Linked DNA regions of Pan troglodytes: region 2 is linked to region 1. The links are chromatin contacts, called in public Hi-C maps. All regions are on one chromosome and are shown on one strand. Each heading gives the region's core, a stretch centred on a gene start, on an enhancer-like site or on the middle of the called end of the contact. The rest is flanking DNA. Distances are from core to core; before and after follow the strand shown. Region 1 overlaps RYK (receptor like tyrosine kinase). Region 2 has its middle 12 kb from the start of CEP63.

The links. A called contact is a pair of places that touch in the nucleus more often than the background predicts.
Region 2: a Hi-C map of stem cell-derived neural progenitor cells shows a contact between it and region 1, with 6 times the contacts expected there. The contact joins two enhancer-like sites. A contact is called at or near these places in 1 of 7 Hi-C or Micro-C datasets (stem cell-derived neural progenitor cells) and 1 of 1 datasets of contacts at active chromatin or transcription factors (stem cell-derived excitatory neurons).

The regions. Positions count from the first base shown.
Region 1 is chr2:137,436,803-137,442,959 of NHGRI_mPanTro3-v2.0_pri, reverse strand. All of the region lies in intron 6 of RYK (receptor like tyrosine kinase), which reads left to right. Among named protein-coding and RNA genes, the nearest start is that of RYK, 51 kb to the left of the region's middle. Within about 2 kb of position 3,554, at least 7 of the 24 cell types and tissues checked have an H3K27ac peak or open chromatin away from gene starts, as enhancers often do. A contact at or near this core is called in stem cell-derived neural progenitor cells, where this site is marked.
Region 2 is chr2:137,711,800-137,717,956 of NHGRI_mPanTro3-v2.0_pri, reverse strand. No RefSeq gene overlaps it. Among named protein-coding and RNA genes, the nearest start is that of CEP63, 12 kb to the left of the region's middle. Within about 2 kb of position 2,451, at least 4 of the 24 cell types and tissues checked have an H3K27ac peak or open chromatin away from gene starts, as enhancers often do. A contact at or near this core is called in stem cell-derived neural progenitor cells, where this site is marked.

The DNA of each region.
Region 1 (6,157 bases), core at 2,305-4,804:
GGAGGGAGGATGATTAAGCCCCAGCCAAAGGAAAAATAAGATGACCTAATCACTGTCTCTGGTTTCTCTGATTTTATTTTTATTTTTTAAAAATTAAGAAGTCAGAAATTAGTTTTTTAGTTGTTGGGGAAGAAGTAGAGAACAAGTATGTTTTTTCTATTCCCTTGGACATGACTCTACCTCAGACCATTGCCTTTTCAAAATAGCCCTGTTTCTTCCTTCTAGATCTTGCCTTCATCATTCTCCCTTTCTCTCTTCCTCCCTCCATCCATCCAGTAAACATGTATTGAGCACCTGCTCTGATTTAAATGATTGGTTCTCAACCTGGTTACACATTAGAGTCAAGGAGAAGCTTTGAAAACATACTGGTATTTGGGTCCACCTTCCAGAGATTTTGATGCAGTTGGTTTGTGGTAGTATTTGGGGATCAGTATTTTTCATAAAGCTTCCTGGATGATTCTAATGTACAGCCAGTTTAAGATATACTGGGTTAGATACTATGCTAAGTGCTGGGAACAGAAAGAAAGAATGATATACTTTATAGTTTCAAGATTTTAATCTTTTACATTAACCTGTAATTATAAAAGTATGTAATTTGATGACTGTGATATGTATAGTAAAGTGTGTGAATACAAAAGGTGCTTGTCCAGCCTCAGTGAGTCAGAGATGACAAGGAGGACATTATAGTCAAGTTAGGGTGAGAGGTACAGATGGAATCATAGGTTTATTTTCCTAACAAACACGTCTTACTTCCCTCCTCTGTGATTCCCAGTTGCTGCCTGAAGACATGCCCCAGCTTTGTGACTTCTTTGAAAGCCCTCCTTTATGTGGAGATGTATCATCCATACTCTTTGAACCTTTTCTCCTCTTATTGCTGTATCCTTACTTGCGCTCCAGTCAAATGATTACTTATTCCTCACTTTCGCCCCACACTTTGCCCTTCAGGACTTTTGTTCATGCTTTCTTCTTCCCACAAGCCTCCATGCATTTTCCACCAGTCCAAACTTCGTCCGTTCTTCAAATTCCAGCTCCATTGCTGTCTCTTTCATGAAGTCTTTTCTAAGCCTCCCAAACACCCCTTTCTCTTTGTCTCTGTCTCTCTCGTAGCAGTTATTGCACTTTTTCTTCTATAATTTTTTGTGTAATTGTCTTACCTTTAGAATGTAAGCTTTTTCCAGTTAGGGAGCAGTGTGTCTTACTCATTGTTGAGTCACCAGTCCTAATTAGTCTTAACATGCAGCTGGGAAGCATATTTGTGGCATAAGAATATGAAGGGGAAGGGAGCTGGATGGATTCAGTACCTGCCCCTTAGTACTCTTTGTCCCCACTGTTTTATTTTCCATTTCTGTGTGGAGAAAGAAGAGAAAAGGGATACGAATGAGAAGGAAGTACGTATATGATTTGTTTCAGAATATGTTTTGTGTACATGATGGTTGGTGAAGTTAGGTTTAGATTTTACAGGGGAAGAAATGGCATTTGGAAGCGATTGAGGGAACATTTTGATAGGACTTTGAGAGAGGATACAGGTAGAGAGGTGACTGAAGAGCATGGCATTTGGAAGTCAGTCTTGATATACCCAGAGAGTTGCGTTTTCCTTGAATGCTTGCATGCGTGCTAGGGCTGTGAGCCCACATAGGCCAGAATTTTGCAATAACTTTCAGATTCCATGGGGCATCTACCTCTGCCTGCTGAAATAATTAGTTACCATCCATGAATTGGTGTTCCAGTTCTCTTTAGTTTTCGGGCAAAAGTTTCCAGACATTACCTGAGTAAAACCAGCTTATATTATCACATGTTTTCAGAGCATAGTCTAGTGGTCAAGAGTATGGACTCTAGAGCCAGACCATCTCTGTTTGAAGCCTGGCTATTCTGTTTACTAGTTTTATGGGCTACATGGATTAAGTTATATAGCCTATGTGTGTCTCAGTTCTCCTCTGTAAAGCAGAAATACACACCTAGTAGGTATGTTGTGAGGTTTTAATGAAATACAGTAAGCTCTTAAAACAGAGCCCTACGTATAGTAAATGGCATTTTATGAAGTTTTTAATAAAGTTGCAATATGCTGGTATGTCCAGAATTGGTTCCTTCTGGTGGGTTCTTGGTCTTGCTGACTTCAAGAATGAAGCCGCGGACTCTCGCGGTGAGTGTTACAGTTCTTAAAGATGGTGTGTCTGGAGTTTGTTCCTTCAGATGTTCAGATGTGTCCGGAGTTTCTTCCCTTCTGGTGGGTTCATGGTCTCACTGACTTCAGGAGTGAAGCCACAGACCTTCGCAGTGAGTGTTATAGCTCTTAAAGGTGGTGCATCCGGAGTGGTTCGTTCCTCCTGGTGGGTTCGTGGTCTCACTGGCTTTAGGAGTGAAGCTGCAGACCTTCGCAGTGTTACAGCTCATAATGGTAGTGCAGACCCAAAGAGTGAGCAGCAGCAAGATTTATTGTGAAGAGCGAAAGAACAAAGCTTCCACGGCGTGGAAGGGGACCCAAGCAGGTTGCCGCTGCTGGCTTCGGTGGCCTGCTTTTTTTCCCTTATTTGGCCCCACCCACATCCTGCTGATTGGTCCATTTTACAGAGAGCTGATTGGCCCATTTTACAGAGTGCTGATTGGTCCGTTTTACAGAGTGCTGATTGGTCTGTTTTTACAGAGTGCTGATTGGTGCATTTACAAACCTTTAGCTAGACACTGCGCTGATTGGTGCATTTACAATTCTTTAACTAGGCAGAAAAGTTCTCAAAGTCCCCTACCTGATCAGCTAGACACAGACCACTGATTGGTGCATTCACAAACCTTTAGCTAGACACAGAGTGCCGTTTGGTGCATTTACAATCCTTTAGCTAGACAGAAAAGTTCTCCAAGTCCCCACCCGACCCAGAAGCCCAGCCAGCTTCACCTCTCACTGATAGTGATGGACAAAGTTCTTCTGCCCTTTCCTGTCCTATTAACAATTATTTATTACCTGCCAGGCAAGCTAACAATGGTGACCAGAAAGCTCACATCCAGTTATCCAACAGCATTTAAGAGATATCTGCTGCTTCTCTCTCTGCATAGGGGCCACTGGGATTACCATTTATTGAGTGTTTTCTGTTTACCAGTACTGTACCAGGTACTTTATATGTATTATCTTAACACAGCCACCTAGAAATAGGCTTGAAGAGATTAAATAACTTTTTCAGGATTGCTCTTCTAGGAGCAGGGCAGAGCAGGCGGGACTCAGTGTTGTAATAGCTATGTGTTAATAATCCACTATTGTCATTGTATAAAACACTTGCTGTGTGCCAGGCACTGTTCCCTGTGCTTTACATTCATGAACTCCGTTAATCCTCACACAGTCTGGTGAGGTTAGATGGAGCCCATGGCTCCGTGGAATTCATTAGAAAGGGATGGTAGTATTCTTCCATTCCAGGCACTTAGGAGCCACTGCTTGTTATAAACAGATCTCATTAGAGGCAGAGAATTAACACTGCCTGAGATGTGCTCATGCCAGGGCAGTTGGAGCTCATGTGTGTGGCTTTCCCTCTCTCAACACTGCAAATTGATCTTTTCAGTCTCTTTGTTATGCCTGATGAGTCTGTCCTGGATAGGCAGAGCTTCTCTTTACATTCACCCTGAAGTCCTGCAGAGGGGTTGGTCTGCAGCGTGTCTCTACTGTAGTCTTTCCCTGTTAGTTTGTGACTGTAGGAAAGTTTATTACTCCTTTGTGGGATGCTTGAACTTGTCATCTGGCAGCATCTTAATTTTTCTCTTCCAGTTTCCATTATCCCCACCACCGCCCCCATGCCATTACTGGTGACAGAGTTTACCTTTAAAATCTTTGATTTTATATTTAATGCCTAACTGTCTGACACATAGTAAAATACTCAGTAACTATTTGGTTGAATAACCAGTGAATAGAGGGAGGAAAAAAACCATTTTGTTTTACCAATCATTCTTTGCTTTTTTCACAACAGTTTGTGTCAGAAATGACCATTCTGTCTGGTTTATGTTTTCTGTCCCAGGGAAGCATGGTTTTCTCTGTTCATTGATTGACTCAGTGTTAGTTGAGCTGTCACTGGGGCTCACTCTGGCCCACTTGCGGCTTATTGTGCCAGGTACTGGCATAAGTGCTGGGGAAGGAGAGGTGAATAAACAGGCACTTGTCCTGCCTTTGTGGAGTTTATAGTCTGGTTGGGTGAGACAGATATTAAACAAAAAAAATCCTTACTGGAATGTAGAGGTCACAGTCTTTGTCTGTTGCATTCATTGCTGTATCTCTAGCACCCAGTACAGTACCTGACATGTAGTAGATACTTAATAAATATTTGTGGAATGAATGGATGAAGTGGAGTTACAGAGAAAAATAGAAAAGTACAAATTGTTGTAAGTGTTTTGAAGGAAAATTATGATCTTTCCCAAAGTTCTGACTTCATTCTAAGACAGGGTTAGTATCTCCATACATAATTTTACTTGCTTTTGAAAATCAAATGAGATAATCTATTTAGATTGATAATTTATTTAGACTGGCTATAAACTATTAAGTGCTAGCAAATATACATTTTAATCTCATTTTCCACCTCTTGTGATATAGCTATGTAGGTGTTGACTTTAATGGATGTCAGGGGTAGGTCCCTAATTGCTTCTTGCTTCTCTCATAACAGTAAGTCTTGGATTCAAAAAAAAATTTCGTTCTGACCACTTAGCATAGTGCTTTGCTTATTTTAGGGACCCACTTAATATCTGTTGAGGGAATGAAAAATTGACATAGATGTCCCTGTAACGCCTTTGTGTGCCTACAGTCTTTTCAAAAATTCTGAGGTAGCACAAGAGTGCCACCTACCGTTAAGTTAATGGAGAGACTGTGTCTGTGCACTTAGTCATCAGTGATGTTGGTTGCAGATAATACTTAAGAAGTACTTTCACATATCTCATACAATTTGAGCCTCACAAAAATCCTGTGAGGTAGATTATCTTAATCCCATTTATTTCCTCCCCTTTTGAGGATGGTAATGCTCCTCTTCCCTCCCCATTATTGAAGTCTGGACTTCTAACAGCTTTGATATCTGGTTTGATTTTTGAGTGGTACTCAACTGTAAAACAGAGTCCTGTAATTCCTTTTTGTTCTAACGACTGGAGATGCATAATATTCACATAATTAATATAACTATAGTAGTATACTATAAATTAGTAACAATAATTTATAAAGATATGTTTGAGGGCCAGGCAATAAATGCTTTACTTATTTTTCATGTAATCGTTTTAGCAATCTTATCAGAGGATAGTGTTATGCACACTCTGTCCACAGGGAATTTGAGGTTCCAGAGGATTAAATAGTTTGTCCTAGGCCGTACAACTAGTAATCGATGATACTGGCAGTTCTGACTTCACGGTTTATGCTCTTCATCTCTTTTCTATATTGACCTATACCCACTGCATTATAAACTCATATAGATCAATTCTGTAATAACGTTGAGCCAAAGAAGCTCTTCCAGCATTCTGACCAGATGATAGCCTAATGAATCTTTATTATAGTCTCTTTGAGTTGCAAAGTATCTTCGCAGAGTTGCTGGGGAAACAGGGCTAACTGCAGCATCACAAGAAGAAGTATCAGGTTGGTGCAGTAATTGCAGTTTTTGTCATTAAAAGCAATGGCATTAAAAGCAATGACAAAAACTGCAATTTGCAATTACTTTTGCACCAATCTAATAGATAACCTAAAATGATGGACATCTTCAGGGAAGGCATGCTGGGGGGGCATTTCATTAGGCAAACATGTATCTTGAGATCTATGGTTGTGCTGAGCAGAATGGTTTGCATATTATAAGTGCTCTCCAAATGTTTATTGCAGGACATTTCTATCTTAATTTTTGCTATGACTTTCTACAGATGTTTGGTTACAATAGCAGATAGTAGTATATTGTATTATTAGCCATAGAAAGGCTACATAAAGACTTACAGTCCTCATTGCCTGGATGTTATATATTTACATTTTTCAGATTTGTGTATGGGCTCTTGAAATTGATAAACATTCATATATAAATGTTATAGATTACATAGCAGCCGTGTGTGTGTGTGTGTGTGTGTGTGTGTGTGTGTGTGTGTGTGTGTGTTTTGTTTCAGAGACAGGGTCTCACTATGTTGCCCAGGCTGGCGTCAAACTCCTGGACTAAAGTGATCTGCCTAACAG
Region 2 (6,157 bases), core at 1,202-3,701, 280 kb before region 1:
CAATGCCAAGAGTTTTCTCACCTTGAGGCAAGGGGTTAGGCCTTTGTACTGAGTATGAATTGGTCAGTCATTGGCTTGGCCCCTCCCACAATCCCCCAGTGACAGCGTAACCTCCCAGGCATTGCCAGGTGACACGCCTCTCCAGAGGACACTCTGTAAGAAGCAGCCTCGGCTGCTTGTGTCCGTATCCCTTGTTGAAACTCTGGAAACACTGAATAACTAAAATCTCTTCTCACAGCTGTGAGCCTTTGACAGCCAATACACAGTAGCTGGGGGAATGGGTACCAACAGTACTGCTGCAGTATAGGAGAATGTGACTGGAGGGGATCTGATTTATATTGAATAATCCAAGGGAGACCTTGTGATTAGCAGCTTTTATAGCACATAATTTGAAATACTAATCTTTTCTCTGAATTTTTTTGCAATCTCCAAGGAAGTAACCAGGTCCTGTGTGCTTCCCGTGCACAGCAGGAAGCGGACATGCTTAATAATAACCCTAGTCCTTGTTTGGGAAGCAGGGGAGGGTGGGAGAGAAGAGGGTCTGCAGACAGGAACCTCTTAGGAGTAGTGGAAAGCTGTGTTCCACTCAGTACCACAGTGAGATGGTGAACTTCAGAGTTTCATGGTTTGTTGGGTGCTCCAGAGGAAACCTGCACCTCAACACTGAGTCTTCCAGAAAAGGCAAAGACCTCCAAGCTTGGAACCCCCTCCTACAAGGGCCCCCTCAGACTTGGCAGTGAAGATAATAGCAACGACCCAGATAGACTGAAGAGTAGAGGTCTTTACCCATTTTTCCAGGTCATTCATGAGTGTCCTAAATGCTTGCAAGACCATAAGAAGGGGAAAGGACACCCCAGGGACCACAGAATTAATTTCTGCTTGCAGTGCAGCAGAGTGAGGCCAAATGGACTTAATTTGCTTTGAAAAAAAGAAATGTGCTATCTCTTGTACCCTCCTTGAGCTTGTGACCCAACACCCAAAGGATGAGTAGTAGTAATAAGGGAAAGAATTGGGAGATGAGGATTGCTTACAGAGAGAGCTAACTGCATAAAGCCAGGAGGTAGGACTGGCATTATAAGCAAGGTGGGTAGGCAGGTGTCTGGCTAAAAAAAGTTTTTCTAAGTCATTGAAAGGTTCTAACTAGAGAGAGTGGCCTGATCAGATTGGATTTAAATATATATATGTATATATCACTTTGGAGATAAGAATAGAAGTGGAAAGAAAAATTAGAAGAGCTTTGCTTTGGCTCAAGTGAGAAATGATGGTAGTTTGGATTGGCAAGATAGAGGTAGAAGTAGAAGGACTTGAAATATTTGTTCGAGGTGGAATTTTCCAGACTTGCCCAGTGTGAGCACTGCCCTCATGACCCAGGGGTTAGATCTCTGAGCTAGACACAGGACTAAAGTTACGGCCCCTAGTCTCTGGAAACAAGGTCTGAGTCCAGGGGCTGCTCATCCTTTGAAACCCAACTTAGACTCACATCGTAATAGTATCATAACGATGACATGATGGTTAATCAAGCACTTCTATGCACTTTAAACACATGAGTTCCAGCCCTGACATTCACCTTTTAGGTGGATAGCATTGTCCTTATTGATCAGGAGATGGTGACTTAAATGATTTGTTCCAAGTTAACGTTGAAAGACTTATTCCAGGCTGGACACGGTGGCTCACGCCTGTAATCCCAGCACTTTGGGCGGCTGAGGCGGGCAGATCACCTGAGGTCAGGAGTTTGAGACCAGCCTTGCCAACATGATGAAACCCCGTCTCTACTAAGAATATATTAAAAACAAAAACAAACAAACAAAAAACTAGCCGGGCATGGTGGTGGGCGCCTGTAATCCCAGCTACTTGGGAGGCTGAGGCAGGAGAATTATGTGAACCCAGGAAACAGAGGTTGTAGTGAGCTGACACGGTGCCACTGCACTCCAGCCTGGATGACAGAGTGAGACTCCATCAAAAAAAAAAAAAAAAAAAGACTTATTCCAAGTCATTCAAATAGTAAATGGATTCCAGCCTAGGTTGTCTGATCCCAAAACCCATGTCCTCTCCCAGGACCATGTTACCTTTCCTGTAAAACTTTCTGTGACATGGGAAGAAAATCCTACCAGAATACTTAGAACTTTAAAGTGTGTACCTTGTTTCTAAAATTGAGATAAAGAACTAGAAGCATTTTTAATAGGAGCATGGGAGTCATGAAACATTTAAAGATTCAACCTTTTATCAAACTCATATATAATGTTGTCACCATGAGTCCTGTTGTCACTGGATTTTATACGAGATTAAATCTCTGTAGTTTCAGATTTTGATGCATTTGAGAGGATAGTTTAATGTCAATGCTACAATACCCAGCAGGGGGCGCTCAATTCCTTTTAGAAAGTTTGAATCACTGGCTGATTGTTAGCTCTGAACGCTGAAGATTCTCAATACGTGTGATCTTTCGCTTGAAAGTGATTCTGCATACCTGGGCTGCCCAAAGTGCTAGCTAGCTAGCAGTTATGTGAGGAAAGCACAGCCTTCCTGGGATTCTGGCCAGCCAGGCTTGGACTGAGCAGCTCACCTAGTGGGCTCCTCACTCATGCTTTGTCGGGGGCAAAGTGAGGGCACCCAAAAGTTGAGGGCAGTTCAGAAATTTTGGTTAAAGAAAAAGAGGTCTGGAACCAGGAATTTTGCCCACCTGTGTCCCCAACTTATAGTCAGGCCTGGGGCTCTTTCATTAAGCTGTTTCCCAGATCTTTGCATGAAATTGTTTGGATAATTTAGGCATCATCCAGGAATAATCCATTAGGCTCTAGAAAGACTGTTTTTCTTTTTTAAAAAAAACAAAACAAAAACTCTTATTCATGTGCAGATTTGTTAATACAGGGACACTGTTGTCACAGGAGTTTGGTATACAGATCATTTCATCACTCAGGTACTAAGCCTAGTACCCAGTAGTTATTTCTCCTGATCCCCTCCCTCCTTCACCCTCCTCCCTCAAGTAGGCCGCAGTGTCTGCTTTTCCCCAGTTTGTGCCTATTGGTTCTCATTATTTAGCCCCCGCTTATGAAAACATGCAGTGTTGGCTTTCTGTTTCTTCGTTAGTTTGCTAAGGATAATGGCCTTCAGCTCCATCCACGTTCCTGCAAAGGACCTGATCTCCTTTTTAATGGCTACATAGCATTCCATGGTGTATATGTACCACATTTTCTTTATTCAGTCTGCCATTGGTGGGCATTTAGGTTAATTCCATGAAAAGACTGTTTTTCAAAGCTTCCTTTCTTGATTTGGCCCCGCTTTACCCACAGTTATATTTGTTCCCCAGTTTCTCACTCTCACTGTGCCATACGCCATCAGTGAGCTCTCGAGGAAAGACTGGGTAGTGGCAGGCCTGAAAAGGCAGCTGGGTGGTCTCCTAAAGGGACTTCATACCTTGTGGCCTTCCTGGCCCAGATGATGGATGGTCCTGGCCTCTGCACCGGAACCAGCCTGGACCAGCTGCTCAGGCATGCAAGCAAGGCAGTTGCCCTGGGCCTGCACTCAAAAGGGCCTGCATTTGGTATAATGCTCCGCTTTTGCTGTCTTGAAAGTGTTAATAATTTTTTAACAAGGAACCCACATTTTCATTTGGTACTTGGCCCCATAAATTGGGTAGCTGATCCTTGAATCTATGGTATCCATCAGGGTTCCATGCTGGACAGTGACTAAACCCAGCAAATGCCCTCACCTTAGAAGTGAGAATTCAAGGGACTGTGGGTGTTGGCCTTTGGGGTGACAGAAAAGCAACCAGGGCCAGGAGGAGCGACAGGGAGAATGCTGGGTCAGACCCCCGGGCTTGCCAGAGTCCTGACAGGGGTTCAGGTCCTCGAATGATCTCCTAGGCAGTTGCTGAAATCGGTTCCTCAGCTCAACTGAACCCTCTGTCTTTTTTGCCTCCTGAAAACTAGCCTCACTGACCATGGGAGGAAGGAGAGGTACAGAACTTGAAGTGAGGTTATCACCCAATCTCAGGGCATGTCCCTGCCTAAATTTCATCTGGCTCTTAGCCAACTACTATATGAACTTGCACTCTGTCACCCTGGTCACAGCAATGCAGCTGTTGCAGAATCGAGCCTCTTGAGTGCTGCAGGTGTGAGAAACACAACTACAGAGCTGGGACCAGTGGTTACCCCATTCCTTCATTAGTTCTGCTCATTACTATAAGGATTTCCACCTAGATTTTTATTTTAGGTTACCAACTGGGTTGAACCATATGAAAAAGCTGTTTTTATACATCAAAAATAGTCAGATAATTGCAATTTCCTGTTTTCAGCTAATATTATTCTTACCAAGAGCCAACTGTGTGTGTATACAAACACACGCACACCACACACAAACCGGATTTGATGGGGGTGGTGGGGGGGACAGGCAAAGGGTGGAGAATTTGAAAACAACCAAATGACTCCAAAGGAAGTAGGGGAGAGGTTGACGTACAGACCCATCCCAGTTATTCCACGCCTTCCCTGTGACTCAGATCCCCTTTATCGTGCTGCCACCACCCAAAGGCAAAAGGGGTTTTCCTCTGCCCATGCATGATCTCCTCTACCTTCTTGGCATCTCTGCCCGTGCTTCCTCCCCACCTGTCATCTTAGTCTCCAGCAGTTCCCCTCTTCCCCTCCACCATGCCCACAGAATGGTACTCACTTGAAGTGGCACACAGTCTAATGGTGCAGGGCTTCTGGTGAGAGTGAGGTGGATGCATCCCTGCCTCTTGGCCAGTGAGGATGCCTGACACCTGTCAATGACTAAGACCTGATGCAGCCTCCCTTTACTCAGCCCAGACAGACAGGAGGCATGGGTCTGCCTGATGAGGCTCTTCTTCCTGGCCTCATTGTCACCACTCTCGCCTCCCAGACCCTACTCTCAGGGATGGGCAGATGTTAAGGATATTCTCCCCACTTACCCTACTGCTCCCCTCTGGGCCTGGAGATTAGGTGCCTATTTTTTAGTCTGAGATCTTAGTCCAGACATACACGCATCATACAGCAAGGGCTCCAGGAGTGCAAGAAAAATGAGTCCCAGGCTGGCTTGTAGAGTCTCAGATGGACTCGAGGCAGAAGTGGAGAGGGCTGGAGGCAGAAGTGGAGAGGGCTGGAGCTCTAGTCCCTCTCCCTTGCATTGACTCTGCTGCCTGCCTCTTTCATCCAGGCTCTCTCTTTCAATCAATCAATCTCCATGTTTGTTCCTATTTCTCTCTTGCTTACTGTGTTTTCTCCCTTGCTCTTTTATTTATTTATTTATTTATTTATTTATTTTTTGAGACGGAGTCTCACTCTGTCCCCAGGCTGGAGTGTGCAGTGGCACAATCTCAGCTCACTGCAAGCTCCACCTCCCAAGTTCACGCCATTCTCCTGCCTCAGCCTCCGGAGTAGCTGGGACTACAGGCGCTCGCCACCATGCCTGGCTAATTTTTTTTTTTTTTTCTGTTTTTAGTAGAGATGGGGTTTCACTGTGTTAGCCACGATGGTCTCCTGACTTCATGATCAACCCGCCTTGGCCTCCCAAACTGCTGGGATTACAGGCATGAGCCACTGCACCCGGCCCTCTCCCTTGCTCTTATTCAAGCATTTATCTAAACATCCTAGTCTATACATTGGACTTGTTTTCTTATGTCATTCAAATTGCAATTATCTCCAAAGTAGAACTTACATCAAATTCATATCTCATTCTGTTTTACATAATAGTTATTTACTTAAAATTATATGTGAGTAAAACGTATGTAGGCTGCCTCAAAGTACAATGGCTAAGAGGACACACCTTTGAGGCAAGAAAGACCTAGGTTCAAAACCCAGCCAAGCAACACACCAGTCCATCTCCAAGCAGGTTATCTGCCTTTCTGAACCTCAGTTTCCTCATTGAAAATGCGGTTGATAATACTGCTTACATGAAAGGCTTCTTGAAGGAGTAAATGAGACAATGCAAGTAAAGTGCTTAGAAAAGTTTCTGGCACATGGTAGCACTTGGTAAATATTAGCCATTGTTTTCAATGTAATACAATAAGTATTTCAAAAAAGTTTACATTGCTACTCTGAAGTCAAGCAAAGAATAATTTTATTATATAAATAATAACTTGCAGATAATCCTTAGGGATCATTTTACACAGTGGAAACAGCCATGAATTAGGAGACAGAAGACCCGG